Linked DNA regions of Mus musculus: region 1 is linked to region 2. A link is a contact called in public Micro-C data. All regions are on one chromosome and are shown on one strand. Each heading gives the region's core, a stretch centred on a gene start, on an enhancer-like site or on the middle of the called end of the contact. The rest is flanking DNA. Distances are from core to core; before and after follow the strand shown.

Region 1 (6,922 bases), core at 2,160-4,659, 38 kb before region 2:
CATCCACTAAACTTCCAGGCATCAGCAATTTACTTTATCTCACCGCTCTCCCAAGTGTGCTGCACTAACTGCCTTCTGTTGAGTGTTCCTGGTAGTAAGTTAAGCCCAGGATTTTGAGATAAGTGATGGAGATTCCCATTGCTCTACTGACACAGCATACATTCTATCCAGACCTGCACAACGAGGAATACAGAAAGAAAGAGCAGTAATGAGGAAGGAGACAGGGAGGGAGGGAGGGAGGGAGGGAGCCTATGTAGGCTGAAGACCTGTGAGATCCAGGACAAAGCGCATGCCCAGTAACTGTTTTCCCCATCTAAGATACCCTCACTTCCCCTGCATTGCAGAGCTCAGCTAAGTGAGTGGCTGCTCCTGGGACACTGACAGGTCTGTTGAGCAGGTCAGGGTATTCTGCTGTGCGGATTTTCACTCTAATCATTCAGAGTGAGAAACCACTCATGAAACATGGGAACTCTCTCCCTCTCGCTCTCCCTCCCTCCCTATGGCCCTGTCTCCCTTCTGCTCTCCTTCTCTCTACCACCACCACCATCATCATCACCACTGGTGGTGTTGGTAGTGTGTGTGTGTGTGTGTGTGTGTGTGTGTGTACATGTCACAAAACTGAATTAGAGGTTACAGGACAACTATGTGGAGTCGCTTCTCTTCCACTATCCCATGAGTTCTGAGGCTGGTTTATAAAGGAAACCTCTCACCCACAGAGATCTCCCCCACTCCCAGATTGTAGAAAATTATAAAGCTTGAAGTAATTCAAGACAGGGCTATGTCTGGAAGGATGCAAACCAGAATTGTAGTTTCCTGTTGGGAGGTGAAAGGAGGGGAGCACCCTGTATTGGACAAGCTCCCCCAAATACCCATGAAGCTGCTTCTCAAAACTATGGAGGGAAGAAAAGATGAGCTGGGATATGCTTCGGGGCCTCTGCATCCTGCATCCCATCCACTCTATGATCCACATTGAGGTCCACAGGGAAGAAAGGTGGTTCCCATTTAAGCCATGCACACTCCTGCCTTTTCTATCCACAGAGTTCTTTCCCTAGGGTTGGGGCTGGGAAAGAGAAACATGGGGGAGGGGAGTTAGCATCTATGGCATGGGAAACAGAAGACAAAGGTGGAAGCAGAGCAGGGTTTCTACAAGCTTGCCACATGGAAAACGGCCTTAACTCAGCTCAGAAAAGGAAGCAGGAGTCTGCTGGGGGCTGGAGGCCATGTCCTGGGCCAGTGTGTGAACAGTCAGAGTGCCTCTCTGCTTCATCTAAGCATGGCCGGTGTCACTGCAGCACATGCTCATCTGTCACCAGACTGCAGAATGTCAACAGCAAATTTAATGTTTCTTATGGCACTGGAGTGCAGCAGTGTGTCTTGGTAGCCTTGGGGACATAGCAAATCTCTCCAAATCTCGGGTCTCCCATCTGTTAGGTGGGGCCCAGTTACGAACGTGGCTCAGAAAGTATGAGTAAGATAACATAAAAGGGTCTAGTCCAGTGCCTGGCACAGACATGTAGCATAACTGTGAGAGATAGGCTCGGCTTCACCTCTCCCTCAACCTCTGTGAAGTCAGCTTCAGAGACTATATCATAGCTTCAGAGACTATATCAGTCATTTTGTATAGTTCTGGGGCTGTTGTTTGGTTGGTTTACAGGTCAACTTCCTACTGTTTTTGAATTTGTAAAGCAGAGATGAGGAATTTAACAGCACAAAGAAAAGCCAACTGAAGGAGCTGGTTGCTCTTCCAGAGGGGCCTGCTTCAATTCTCAGCACTCACATGGTGGCTCGGAGCTGTCTGTAACTCCAGTTTCGGGGATCCAGTGCCCCCTTTTGACCTCTGTAAGCACTAGGCACCCATGTGGTGCACAGACATACATGCAGGTAAAACATCCATACACATAAGAAAAAACAAACCAAACAACGACAACAACAAAATCCCTGAAACCCAACAAACCCAAAAACCAAACAACAACAAAACCCCAACCAAACCAAACCAAACCAAACCAAACAACAACAATAACAAAACAAACTCCCAAACCCAACCAAATTAAAAAACCACCCCCCAAACCAAACAACAATAAAACTTGCCTAGCTAGTTAAGAAACATAAAAAGTGCTGAGCTAACCAGAAGTTAAAATGGTAAAGAGCTGCCAGCTCACCGCAAAGTCCCCAGCAGGGAGATTTGCTTTGTTACTCCCTCTGCAAAGGACCTGGGCTCTACACAAGAGTATGTCTGAGCTAGGACTCTGGTTTGGTCCACACACATGCATGCAGTAAGTCCTTTCTTACCTGGCAGGGGTTGTACCCTGAGACTTGGGATGAAGAAACAGTGGGAAGTAAGGAGCTCCCATTTATGAGCTCCCACCCACTAGGCCTCCATAACCAACATCTTATCCACTCTGTGACTGGTTAGTCTATAACTTAGGCACAGTAAGAGGTTAACGACAATAACAAAATAGAATGATCATAGCAATATGTTATAATAAACATTATGTGAATGCTCTCTTCTCTCTCAAGAGTTACTTGAAAAAAAAACAAAAGCATTGTTCATAGAACAGCTCTCACCCTACAGCCATGATGCTTACAGGTTGACAAAAGGCAGGTCGTCTATCTCAAGGATAATCAGGGCCACGGAGAAGAAGGAGCTCTAGGAAGTCTGGGACTAAGTCTTTCTGCTTTCTGCAGGCCTGGTTGTTAGGAGACCAGAGCCTGTAGCTTCTATAGCCACCCTCTGAGCATGAGAAGGAAGCCAAGCCAAGAGAAATAGCTCCTCGTAGGCCTTTAAAACCACTTCTTCCCCCAAATTTCATGTATGAGACAGAAACCTTTCACATGTTAGTTCATTTTTAATTGGGAGCAAGATATTGTCACCTAGGACCCCTCCCAAGTCCCTGTCCCTCCTCCATTGCGGTCTAGATTTAAAGAGACTTTGTAGGATTGATTTGGGCCAATACCAAGCTAGGTTGCCACATGAGTTCCTAATGTGTGCAAGTAGCACTAGCTCCAGCATTTTGTGCTAGGACACTCAGGGACACCTTCCTGAAAGACAAAAGTCCTGACTTATCCAGAAGGAAGCATTAGAAGGCCGGGGAAGGGGGTTGGCGGTTCGGGCTGAGCAAGAACAGAGATGCATACTGTGTATCTGACCCACACCCAGAATAGCAACCGATAGAATGATTGATCCTGGCTGGGACAAAGACAGAGCACCCAGGCAGTCTGAGGGGAGGATGGCCCCAGATCTTGGGTGTAGCTAAAGAGCCTGGACTTTGCCTGTAGATACAGAGAAGCATTGTTGCCTTGCATGACCCGACAAGTCACCATTAATGGGACAGGTCACCAGCTGCAGACAATGACATGGCAGGGAGTCCCTGTTCTAGGCTCCTACAGTGGTGCAGGCTCAATACAGCCCAGGCCTAAGCTGAGTGGACAGAATGGAGGTGAGGGCCGGCCAGTGCGGACACAGATGCACCGATCACAGTGTGAGATGAAGGCGAACCTTGCTCTGATCGGACCTTTCCCCTGTTCGCAGCAAGGGCCAGCTTTAAAGTAGCATAACCTTGTTAGCAAAAAGAATGGAGTTTCCACAGCAGGATTTGCTTTGTTTGGCTTTTGGAGGGAGATTATCAGTTTTCTGTTTCTGTTCTCACCACACCCTCTGACTCAGCCCCTGTGCCACAGGCGTGTCCTGCTTCTCAGAGCAGCGTGGTAAAATAAATTTCTGTTTCTTTGGCAAACATTTCAATTTAAGTAGTGCATTCAGTTGGTTTTAACTTATACTTTTTTAAAAAATGCTTGTTTTAAACAGAGGCTCACTCTATAGCCCAGGCTGGCCTGGAACTCGCAATGTATCACAGGCCCGTCTGGACTCATAGCCATCGTCCTGCCTTAGTCCAAGTGCTGGAATCACAGCTGTAAGTTACTGTACATGCTTTTGGTGTCATTGAAAAGAAGCCCTTGGGGACTTTGTTTTTTAAAGCGAAGAGGAATGAGCATTTGTAGATTTGGCTTACAGATGTGATGAAGTGTCAGAGGTTGTTTGAGGAGCATTGTGAGTAAGTCCTGTTTGAGGGCCAGGAGCCCTGCCGTCTAGCAGAGCCCTTTCACTTCCTCTCAGACAGACACCTTCAGGGGTCCTGGACACACCCCCTGCCATTGCTGTCCTTGTATTGCTCATCCCCTAAATTCATTCCCTCTTCTGTGATTTTAAACCTTTGTCTTAAGAGCAAATACCAGGGAGTTCTCAAGTGGGTAAGGCGACCTGAAAGGCTTTGCTGTATAGTTAACACTGGGTGCTAACGATACAGAGCTTATTTTGGTTGGCTTGCTGGTTTTATGGGTCTGAGGCAAGGTTAAACCTTATCCGACCCCTGTTCTTAAAAAGCAAGCCAGTCACCAGTGTTCCTCCAGGTTCCTGCCTCTGCTCCTACTTGAGTCACCACTGTCCTGACTTCCTTCAATGACTGAGACTGGGACGTATAAGCCAAATAAAACCTTGTCTCCTCAAGTTGCTTTGGGTCATAATGTATTTAATAGCAACAGAATGCAAAAAAACAAAAACAAAAGCAAACTAGGACACACACAATGTTTTTTATATTATAGGCTGTTCCAACTACTATTACAATTCTCTCTTACTTAATGGCAGCCTCAGCCTCACCTTGTACATAAATACAATTTAAGACGTTAGTTCAGCCAGCCAAAATGCTGGCTTTACATATCAAGCAGTGGGCATCAAGGTCACAGAGGGACAGGCATGCTGGAGAGCCACTTTGACCCACCGGCCTAGCAAAAGACAAATGCAATTTGGGCTGTACAGACAGGCTCCCTCTACGGGTCATGTGGAGTTGGAACGGTAAGAGCAGAGTGAGGGTGACTCTTAACAAACAAGTGACTTCTGAGTTCATGTCCTGCCATGCTCTCAAGCCACAGGAAGGCCTAGGACATCTGCAAGCAGAGGACAGTCCTCTCCCAAAGGAAACAAGCTGCTGGCTTTGAGTGCCCGCAAGACCCTGGTGCTACCTTACTGGATTGCTCCTTAAAACACAGAAAACATCCCAAGCACCCTCCAAACTCCACCTGCTGCTGTCAGCGGTGGTGGAAGGAATGGAGCTCGAGCTCCCAGAGCTGAGTTAGGAAACTCAGAACCTCCACAGGCCTGGAATGAAGCCAGGGAACATCTGGCCGTGCCCTGGAATGAAGCCAGGGAACATCTGGCCGTGCCCTGGATCTTCAGCCTCCAACCTGGAAAGCCAGAGTCTACCAACTGTGCCATAAAAAAAACCTAAAACAAAAACAAACAAACAACCCCCCCCAAAAAAAAACCAAACCCTCCTTTGTTGCGCTACGTATTACACTTTATGAAATGAACAGCTAGCATCAGGACAAGGTTAGGTAGCCCGGAATTCACTAGAGCCACACATGGAGTGTGTAAAAGGTGGGGGAAACCCAGCAGGTGCAGCGAACACCACCCAGACATCAAGGGACATGGAGCAGAACCCAAGTTAATATTACATCTGACCTAAATAAATCACTTCTCGGAATCCTCGATCGGGAAGGGGGTGGGGTGCTGAGAAAACACACCCAGTATGAGGAAAGGGGGGGGTGGTATCTGACAACCTGTGAACCAGTTTGCCTTCAAGAATGATCCACAATCAACTAGAGACATCCCAAGAAAAATAATCTGATGGTATCCCTATGAAAAAGGTGTAAATGGCATACTAAGGAGCCCAGGAGGGGGGTTAAGAAGAAAAGCACCCTAACTTTCATATTCCAGATATAACAATGGCTAACTGATTGATCCAACTTTCTATAAAAGGTATTTTTGCATGTTAACACTAAGAATAATCTTTCTTCAAAGTGGGATCATAGAAACATTTCACCTAATCTACCTTAGTTATGGTGAGAAATGGCATTATTTGTCTTTGGAATATCTTAACAGCTCCATTACACTACTTCACGACATCGTTCAACTGTTTATGATTTCACACTCGGTCAAGAAGAGCCAGCTTAAGGGATTCAGTCGAGTGCTCCTTGCTCGTAAGAGCTTGTGCTTGTTACTGGAAGCGCTCTGCTTCTATCGGAACTGTTGCCATGCGTGTTATTTTTCTCTTTCCACTGTTTGATTTTAATTTGGGGAAAAAGCTTAAGTCTGTTGACCAGCAAAGGGCTTGCAACTGAAAACACGTCCATCCAAAGAAACAGAAGAGACTCATGTTGAGAGCTTAGCTGCGGACATAGTGACAGAGTCCCAGGTGCTCAAAGGAAGCCAGCAAAGGGGACAGGATGGAACTGACCAGGCATCTGAGTGATGCGCATTGTTATCATGAAGGACTGTATAAACCGCACACCAGCCTGGAGGAACTAACTGCAGCTAAAACGCTGCAGCTGTGTCGTTGCTTCATGGCTTATAAATCAAGAGGAAAAGAAATAACCCACCCCAGAACCTAAGAAACACGCCCCCACTCAATGGTCCTATACAAGTGCACCCTCTTGATTCAGCTGGGGCTCTTCTTTCTCTGCTAATCTGTTCCCCAATTAATGGCATGTGTGTAGAGTACAAAATACTGAAACAATAGTTTTCTTATTTTAAACTTTATGGTGCATCAATATGTTCCAGATAACTTCCCATATCAACACGTATATAAAACCTATCTTTCTCTTTCTAAAGATTCCACAATGGTCCTTTGTATTAACTTACCATAATTTTCAGTATCTATTGGTAGATTGGCACTTTGATTGTTTCCAGTTTTCTATGTCACAACTGATACTGCAGGTGCTGTCATCCCTTAAAGGTAAAATGTTGATTTCTCATTTATCTAGTCTCTGCAACTTTGTTTTTTTTCATCATTATTAAGGGTGTTTGAGGTTTGGTATGTTGCTATGTATTGTAGTGCTAAATATTGGTCCCCAAGGTCTAGTTGCCCCT
Region 2 (6,811 bases), core at 1,802-4,301:
TACTTATGGCCTCTGAAATACCCATCCAGCCTTGTCATTGCCACAGGTGACACCTCCGAATGACTTTTGTAAAAAACCAACTTCCTCAGCAGTAGACATCTGTCCTTCCCACAAAAAAAAAAAAAAAAAAAAAAAAAAAAATACTTACTCAGTCTCTGAGTCATGGAATTTTGAGGCCTCAGCTGACACTTCACTTTCTAGAACATATTAAATCTTGAAGGCCTTAGTCAACTGCATACTCTGAACTTGGGTGAAGCATCAAGTACTGGGTCTAGGGGTAATAGTGTTTTTCTCTTTCTGTGCAATCCTGGAAGCTTGTTCGGGCTATTGCTTGTCCTCCTGAGGGTCATCTGGAAAGTCAGCCTCCTCAGGGGACTTGTCTCCTTCAGGGAGCAGTGTGGCACGCATTTTCCTCTTCTCCTTGAATCTGCCAGAGCGTGAGATCTTCAAATTGCGCCGACTATTGCCTGTTTTCTCCTCACACAACTTATCTGACCTGAGGGACTCTCCGGGGTCCCCAAGGATATTGGAGTGCTGATTTTCTGGCAAGCTGCTAGTCCGATCTGAGTGAGGTGGTGAGGGTTCCTGGCCAGTCTCTGGCCGAACCTGAGGCTGCACCCCCACCGTAACTTCCTTGCTTTTCTTCCTGGTCAGAGATTTCCACCAGGGGCTGGAGCCGCCACTGTCCGCCATGGCCCATAGGCCAAGCACCCTGCGTGGGGAAGGGCCTGGGCCAGGACAGCTCCTCTCTTTTCTGTGGTCTCTGACTCTTCACTCCAGCCCTTCCAGGCTTCTCCCACGCAGACTTGCTGGATGGGAGTTGAGGGAGAGCCCTGCACAGAGAAAAAAAAAACAGAACTTGGGTTGGTCAAAGTAACATTCTACTCTCCTCAGAGTTGGAACTCATGGCAACTCTGTGACCACTGGCCACCTGCAGAACAACCCTGATCTACAAGGTTGAGTTCCTTGAACTCCCGCCCGACCTCAACCTTTGCCTTACCTCCCAAGCAAGTGCAGTAGCTATCCAGTGGAGATCAACCTGGCTCCAGAGGAAGTATGGGCTGGTCTGCCACTCAGCCTGACTGTATAAGGACCACTACAGGTGCCCACCTACCTACCCTACAACCGCTGCCAACCACTACATGTGCCCACCTACCCTTAGAACCGCCACCCTTCAGAGGAACACCAGGAGGGGAATGTGTGGGTGTGGGGTGGGGAACCTAGCTTGTCCTGCCCACTACAGATGAATAAAGATCAGGTATTTTCTTTATTAGTGATTGAAGAGGGAGTTCCCAGCCCATTGTGGGTTAGACTATTTCTGGGTTGGCAGTCTTGGGTTCTATAAGAAAGCAGGCTGAAATCCAGGCAGTGGTGGCACATGCCTTTAATCCCAGCAATCCGGAGGCGGGCAGAGGCAGGCAGATTTCTGAGTTCTAGGCCAGCCTGGTTTGAGTTCCAGGACAGCCAGGACTATACATAGAAACCCTGTCTCGAAAAACAAACAAACAAAGCAAAGCAAGCAAGCAGGCTGAGCAAGCCATAAGGAGCAAGCTAGTAAGCATGGCTCAAATTTCTGCAGTCTTTTTCTAGGATGAGCGGTGATGAGCGGTGTATCCAAGTGAGAAAGCGGGGAGCATAAATTCATGGTTGTGCTTACTTCAAACTGCTTCAAACCACTTCTGCCTTGTGATTTTCAGAGGCTGTCTAGACTTAACTTCCCTTGGAAACCGCCATCCCACTCTTCCTTTAACTCCCTAGAGCCAATCTCCACACTGTTGGAAGGCCGCGGGTCCCAACCCTTCTTTCATAGTTCTCTATCTCTTGAGGATTTTACTTATTGTAAACAAAGTCTTCTGGTACTTTTCTTTGCTGGTTGCCTTTCCATCCTCCAAAGGAGAGCGCCCAACCAGGAACTCCAGAAAACCATTGAATAACGGAGCCCAGACGCTCCTGATAGTGCAAGCCAGACTCTTGGCACACTTCCTGTGAGCGTGCTACTGGACACGGCCACCACGAGTGGGCAGGGCTCGCGCGCGCCGCCCATTTCTAGGTTTCAGCTCCGCCGCTTCGCAGCCCACGCACCGCGGCGCTCCTGGGATTCGCCAGTGCGCAGGAGGGAAACTTGTGCGGCCGTTTGTTGTTGCAGGTTCTCCCGGAACTGCCTGGTAGAGGAAGTCTCTGCGCCTACGGGGAGGCGCCATCTCCTCCCTGGGGATGTCCTGAGGACTCACTCGGACTGGGGCTTGAAAACCGTAAAAGCAGAACCAGCTCAAAGTTCTTTCCCTAAGAAAGGCGCCCACACCCTTAGGCACCGTCAACGTTGGGGTCTACAAACGTCTTACTCCCTATTCTGCAGATCGGAAAAACACCGCACCCCAAGGCATTTATTAATGGTGGTGGGCAGCCACCCAACACTTTCTTTTCCACAGTGACCAACTTGGTGTGTACGGAAAGGCTTTGTGAGAATTGCGCAAGGAAAAGATGGCAAATAATGCAAAAGTAGGCAGATCACTGTTCTGGGGGGGGCCTCTCCTCTGGCAGCAGGAGGAGGGGCACTGCAAAGCGCTAGACAGCATTCTCCAGGGACTTCGTAGCGCCAGGGCCTGCCTTGTGAGACGCAGAGGGACTCTGGTTCACTCACCTGTAGGGGCTTTCAGGGCCACTGCGGCGCCGCGCTGCGCCGCGCGGGCTGTCTAGAACACGGAGGGGGCGTCTCCGGGTGCCTGAAGCTTAGTCGCGGTGTCCCTTATCGCTGACTAGGAGAGATGCAGGAATCGTTGTTGCTGATCTCGCCCAACACCCCTGACACTCGCACACTGTCGGAACAACCTGGGGTTGGCAGCACGGTCCGCTCAGGTGGCAGGGACTGTCAGATCCTCCGCCCCAGGGTGAGTCTGGTCAGCCTTTCCCGGTGGGAGTCTCACATTCTAGGGCGCGTCCTTTCTTCCCGTTCACTCTGCTCTCTGGCCTCAGCTAGACAGGACCTGGGCTACTGACTCCGGCGCACTACCCTTCCTGAGCGTCCGTAGGAACGCGCTGAGACATCTGCCCACTTGCTGGTGGTTGGCCAAAGGCCTGAAGACACCAGAACTGAGGAGGAGGGGAGGGTCAGGGTGGGACAGGAGGCGGCCGCCAGGCTACAGGTGCAGGTAGGCGTCCCCGCCCTTCTGGGGACCAGATTGGACGAGGTTGCAAACGTGGTTCCAGCCCTGCGGACTCTGATTGGAGAAAAAGCTGTGCTGCGCCGCCTCCCTGCTCGCGTTCCGTTCTTGCGCTGAGGTTTGAGTCCCAAGGCTTTCAAATTTTCTAACTCGGAGAGCTGATTCAAACTCTGTCATTGTTTGGGAGTTTCAAGCGCCCTTACCTAAAAGACTAAGAGTTGAGAACCATGTCGTTGCTGTCATCGGGCGCTATCCTAGTACTATAACTCACTTGGGTCAACTCACTTGGGTTAACTCACTTGCTCATCAGACCGCCCCAGGCCTGGGCACTATGGCTCCTAACAGACCTGCAAAGGAACCATGGCTTTGCGGAGGTTAAACAGTTGTCCAGGATTGCATGCTGAAGGGCAATCTCGAAGTAACGGGGTTGGAAGTTTGATTCCAGCTTATCAGCTTGTTAGTCTTGGGTTCTTACCATAACTAAGTGCCTATGCTACAAAGCATCTTTCGCGTTTGGGCGACCGCGCATCGACACCCATCCAAGCATATTACTCCAGCCCAGAGCCACTGAGAGGGTGAACCAATGGGCCCCAGCACCGTGCAAGGTGCTTTAGCTCGGTGGTTATTTGTCAAAAACGGTATTAGAGGAGACATTTCTCTAACTAAGGCGAAGTTACGACTTGAAAGAGATTTTGGGGGTCTCTAGGCTTGCAGACATGCAAGTAGGACCCTTTCTTTGCCTCTAAGGTAGGCAGTCCAGGCAATTTGTCTGCTTTGAGCACTTTCTGCGGGACAAGCCTGGTGAGAGACAGATCACCAACCAACTCTGATCTCTTGCAATAAGGATTTGATAAGCAGGCAGGAATTTTATAGAGACTTTCAATACAGTAGGGAAGAGGAAAATACAAGGACTTGGTTGGTGTCTTAGTTTGGATTCAATTAAAAAATGAAAGATGAACATACACTGTGTATTTGGAAATGATTTGTTTCTAACCAGAGATTAGAGAACTCCCCTCCCCCTTCCTCCCTCTGCCCCTTTCTCTCTCCTCCCCCTTTCCCCTCCTTCTCTGCCCCCCTTCCTCCTTCCTTCCTTTCTTTATTGGTGGAATTTCACTATGTAACTAAGACTGGATTCAAACTCTGGCATACCACCAAAACTGACTCTTGAGGTTAGTTTTAAAGTGGGGACACTGAACCATAACACTGGTACTTGATAAAGACTAGTTGCCAGCTTTAAAGGAAGCTTTCCGGAGGCAGATGTCATATGATGAGAAAAGCTTGTCTGGGGAGTCGCCACCACCACCGTTTATGGAGCTGGGACATGCCCTTGTCAAGCACATTGTTGAAAGAATGAAGACACCAGGAAAAGGACACTAGCTTGCTGAATGGCTTTTCATCTAGTGTGGTTTTCACAAAGCCACAAGCATTTTCTCAATAAACAAATCCTTCATCTCTCAATAAGATAGCTCCTCAAATACATTCAGCAATGTCAAATGTCTCTGTTATGCCTCCTGGGTTGAGTGGAAGCACCTTATAAATGAGAGAACCACTAGATGGGGGTGAATATATCCATAGAAAGGTGAAGTGTGTGTGTGTGTGTGTGTGTGTGTGTGTGTGTGTGTGTGTGTGTGTGTGTGTGTAATGAATAGAGTCATGAAAAGCAGGGTAAACAGCAGCTAAGAGAGCCTCAAGGTGTGAAGGATGCTGGGCTTCTCAAGGCTCAAAGGGCAGGTGGGTGATGTAAGCACAGAGTGTGGCTGGGCAGACCTGGGAGGTGACACTGGGCAGCTGAGTAGGACACAGACTTTCAATGGCAGCTGGGACTGGGGCCAATGCAGAGTCTTAACAGTTGCTTTCTTGGCAAAATAAATGATCACCCACTTAAGGAATGAGTTTCTAGAACTGGGTGCTAGGAACTAAGGTCTTGGAGACCTTGCAGAATCTTGGAGTTTAGCGCTGACATTTTTGCTCAGCAAACCTGAAATTTCTGGAGGCGCTGGGAAACTGATCATGTCACTACATCTCTCCAGTAGGGGTGGGCTTTGGAAGGAATCTGAACAAATGCTTAAGGAATACAGCCGATCATACCAGAGAAACCAACGTACCCTGCACTCATCCTAGAGAACTGTGGTGTGTCTTGGCTTTGTTCTTCTTACTCTTGCTGACCTCACGTTCATATCTCCTGTTCTTGTCCTTTCCTTCTTTGTTAGCTCCATGCCTTTCTCCTTTTCTTCTCCATCTCTATGGTCACCCCTGCCCTTTGACAGTTAGACATGCCTTTTCCTTCACAGCCTCCAACTCTGTCACTCTGAACATGCTGTTGTGCTCTCTTTGGGTTTGCGTCAGTGTTGGATTCATTTAACCCTTTAAAGCAAGCTTTACAACCAGGCATTTCATCTCCCTGCCAAGTTACTGGGTTATCTTTAAATGTTCCTTTCTTAAGGTCTTTCTAAATAGTTGATCTAAGCAAGGCCAGCTTTTGTACAGAGTCTGCTCTCGATCTCTCTCCAGGTTAGTCCCGCACCAAGCCTTTGAGCCGGCCCACTCCTCTCTCCTTTCCCCCATGCGTCCTGCCATCAGGTCACAGGTTTGAAACTCGTAGTTTCTCTGTTCTCCCCTTTTCACAAAGCAATTTCATGGAGAATGCTGGTGATAGGAACAGGCTAGGGCTTCTTCTGGCTGGTCTGCAGGGCAGGGGTAGTGGGGTCTGTGCTGGATCTTTCTTCTAGCAACAGATCTCTTTGGCTCACCTTCTTGATTTTCTTTTCACGTTGCTGAAGATGGAACCCTGGGGCTTGAGCATGCTAGGCACACAGGACCTCTCTCTACTCACTAGCCTGCCTTCCTTCTTGTTGAAACCAACCAACTATCTTTCTTGTCATCCTGGTTCTCAGATGAAACCAACTCCTCTCTCTCTCTCTCTCTCTCTCTCTCTCTCTCATATATATATATATATATATATATATATATACACACACATATATACATTATGTATATATACACATACATATATACATGTATGTATATATACACATACATATATGTGAATATATTCAAATATATACACAAATATGTATACAGAAATTGAATTGTTTAGAGCACACGCTGACACTCTCCTCTTGCCTATGTCAATATCATTGGCTATCTCATAATATGTTTACTATTCTGCATCCTTCCCTCCACTGCAGCTCCTTCTCTGACTTCCTTCCCATTGATGATCTTAGAGCAAGCTCTATCCATTCATTGCTTATTGCTGTCCTGATGAGATCAATATCATGCCAGATGCTATCTATATGTTCTTTCTTTCAACCCTGAGAACAACGGGTAGTTATTACCAGAGAAGGTAAGTGGTACTTTGGGTAGAACACCTTGTGATGGTAGAGCCAGGATGCAGGATGAGGCAGGATGAGGCAGGATGAGGATGCAGCTCTGACTTCAGAGCTGGAGCTTAGACACTATGATTTTAGATCTCTTGAGATTCAGCTTTGAGTCTCCTTCTGGGCATCTTTGTCTTACTTGTGGCCTGAAAGACCATTTATAAAATAAGTCTTGATTCTATCTTCAGCTCTGTCCCTCTGAGTTACAGTGCTCAGTATTTATGTGGTTCTTTGATACTTTGTCATCAAGTCACATCGTAGTGGTTTGAGTGA

What was found. Hi-C and Micro-C count contacts between places; a contact is called where the count stands out from the background.
Region 1: a Micro-C map of trophoblast stem cells shows a contact between it and region 2, with 1.9 times the contacts expected there. The contact joins the enhancer-like site here to the promoter of Prr15 in region 2. A contact is called at or near these places in 3 of 39 promoter capture datasets (macrophages, second pharyngeal arch cranial neural crest and trophoblast stem cells), 10 of 484 Hi-C or Micro-C datasets (Sertoli cells, embryonic fibroblasts, embryonic stem cells and 3 more), 3 of 115 datasets of contacts at active chromatin or transcription factors (embryonic stem cells, heart atrium and pancreatic cancer cells) and 2 of 9 other capture datasets (adipose tissue and liver).

The regions. Positions count from the first base shown.
Region 1 is chr6:54,361,343-54,368,264 of GRCm38.p6, reverse strand. All of the region lies in intron 3 of 9130019P16Rik (RIKEN cDNA 9130019P16 gene), which reads left to right. Among named protein-coding and RNA genes, the nearest start is that of Prr15, 38 kb to the right of the region's middle. Within about 2 kb of position 3,409, at least 35 of the 459 cell types and tissues checked have an H3K27ac peak or open chromatin away from gene starts, as enhancers often do. A contact at or near this core is called in pancreatic cancer cells and trophoblast stem cells, where this site is marked.
Region 2 is chr6:54,323,141-54,329,951 of GRCm38.p6, reverse strand. Prr15 (proline rich 15) reads right to left here and starts at 3,051. Exons shown (of 2, transcript NM_030024.3): 1 at 2,642-3,051; 2 at 1-833. The coding sequence starts at 693. The coding sequence ends at 325. All of the region lies in intron 4 of 9130019P16Rik (RIKEN cDNA 9130019P16 gene), which reads left to right. It also overlaps the pseudogene Gm34169.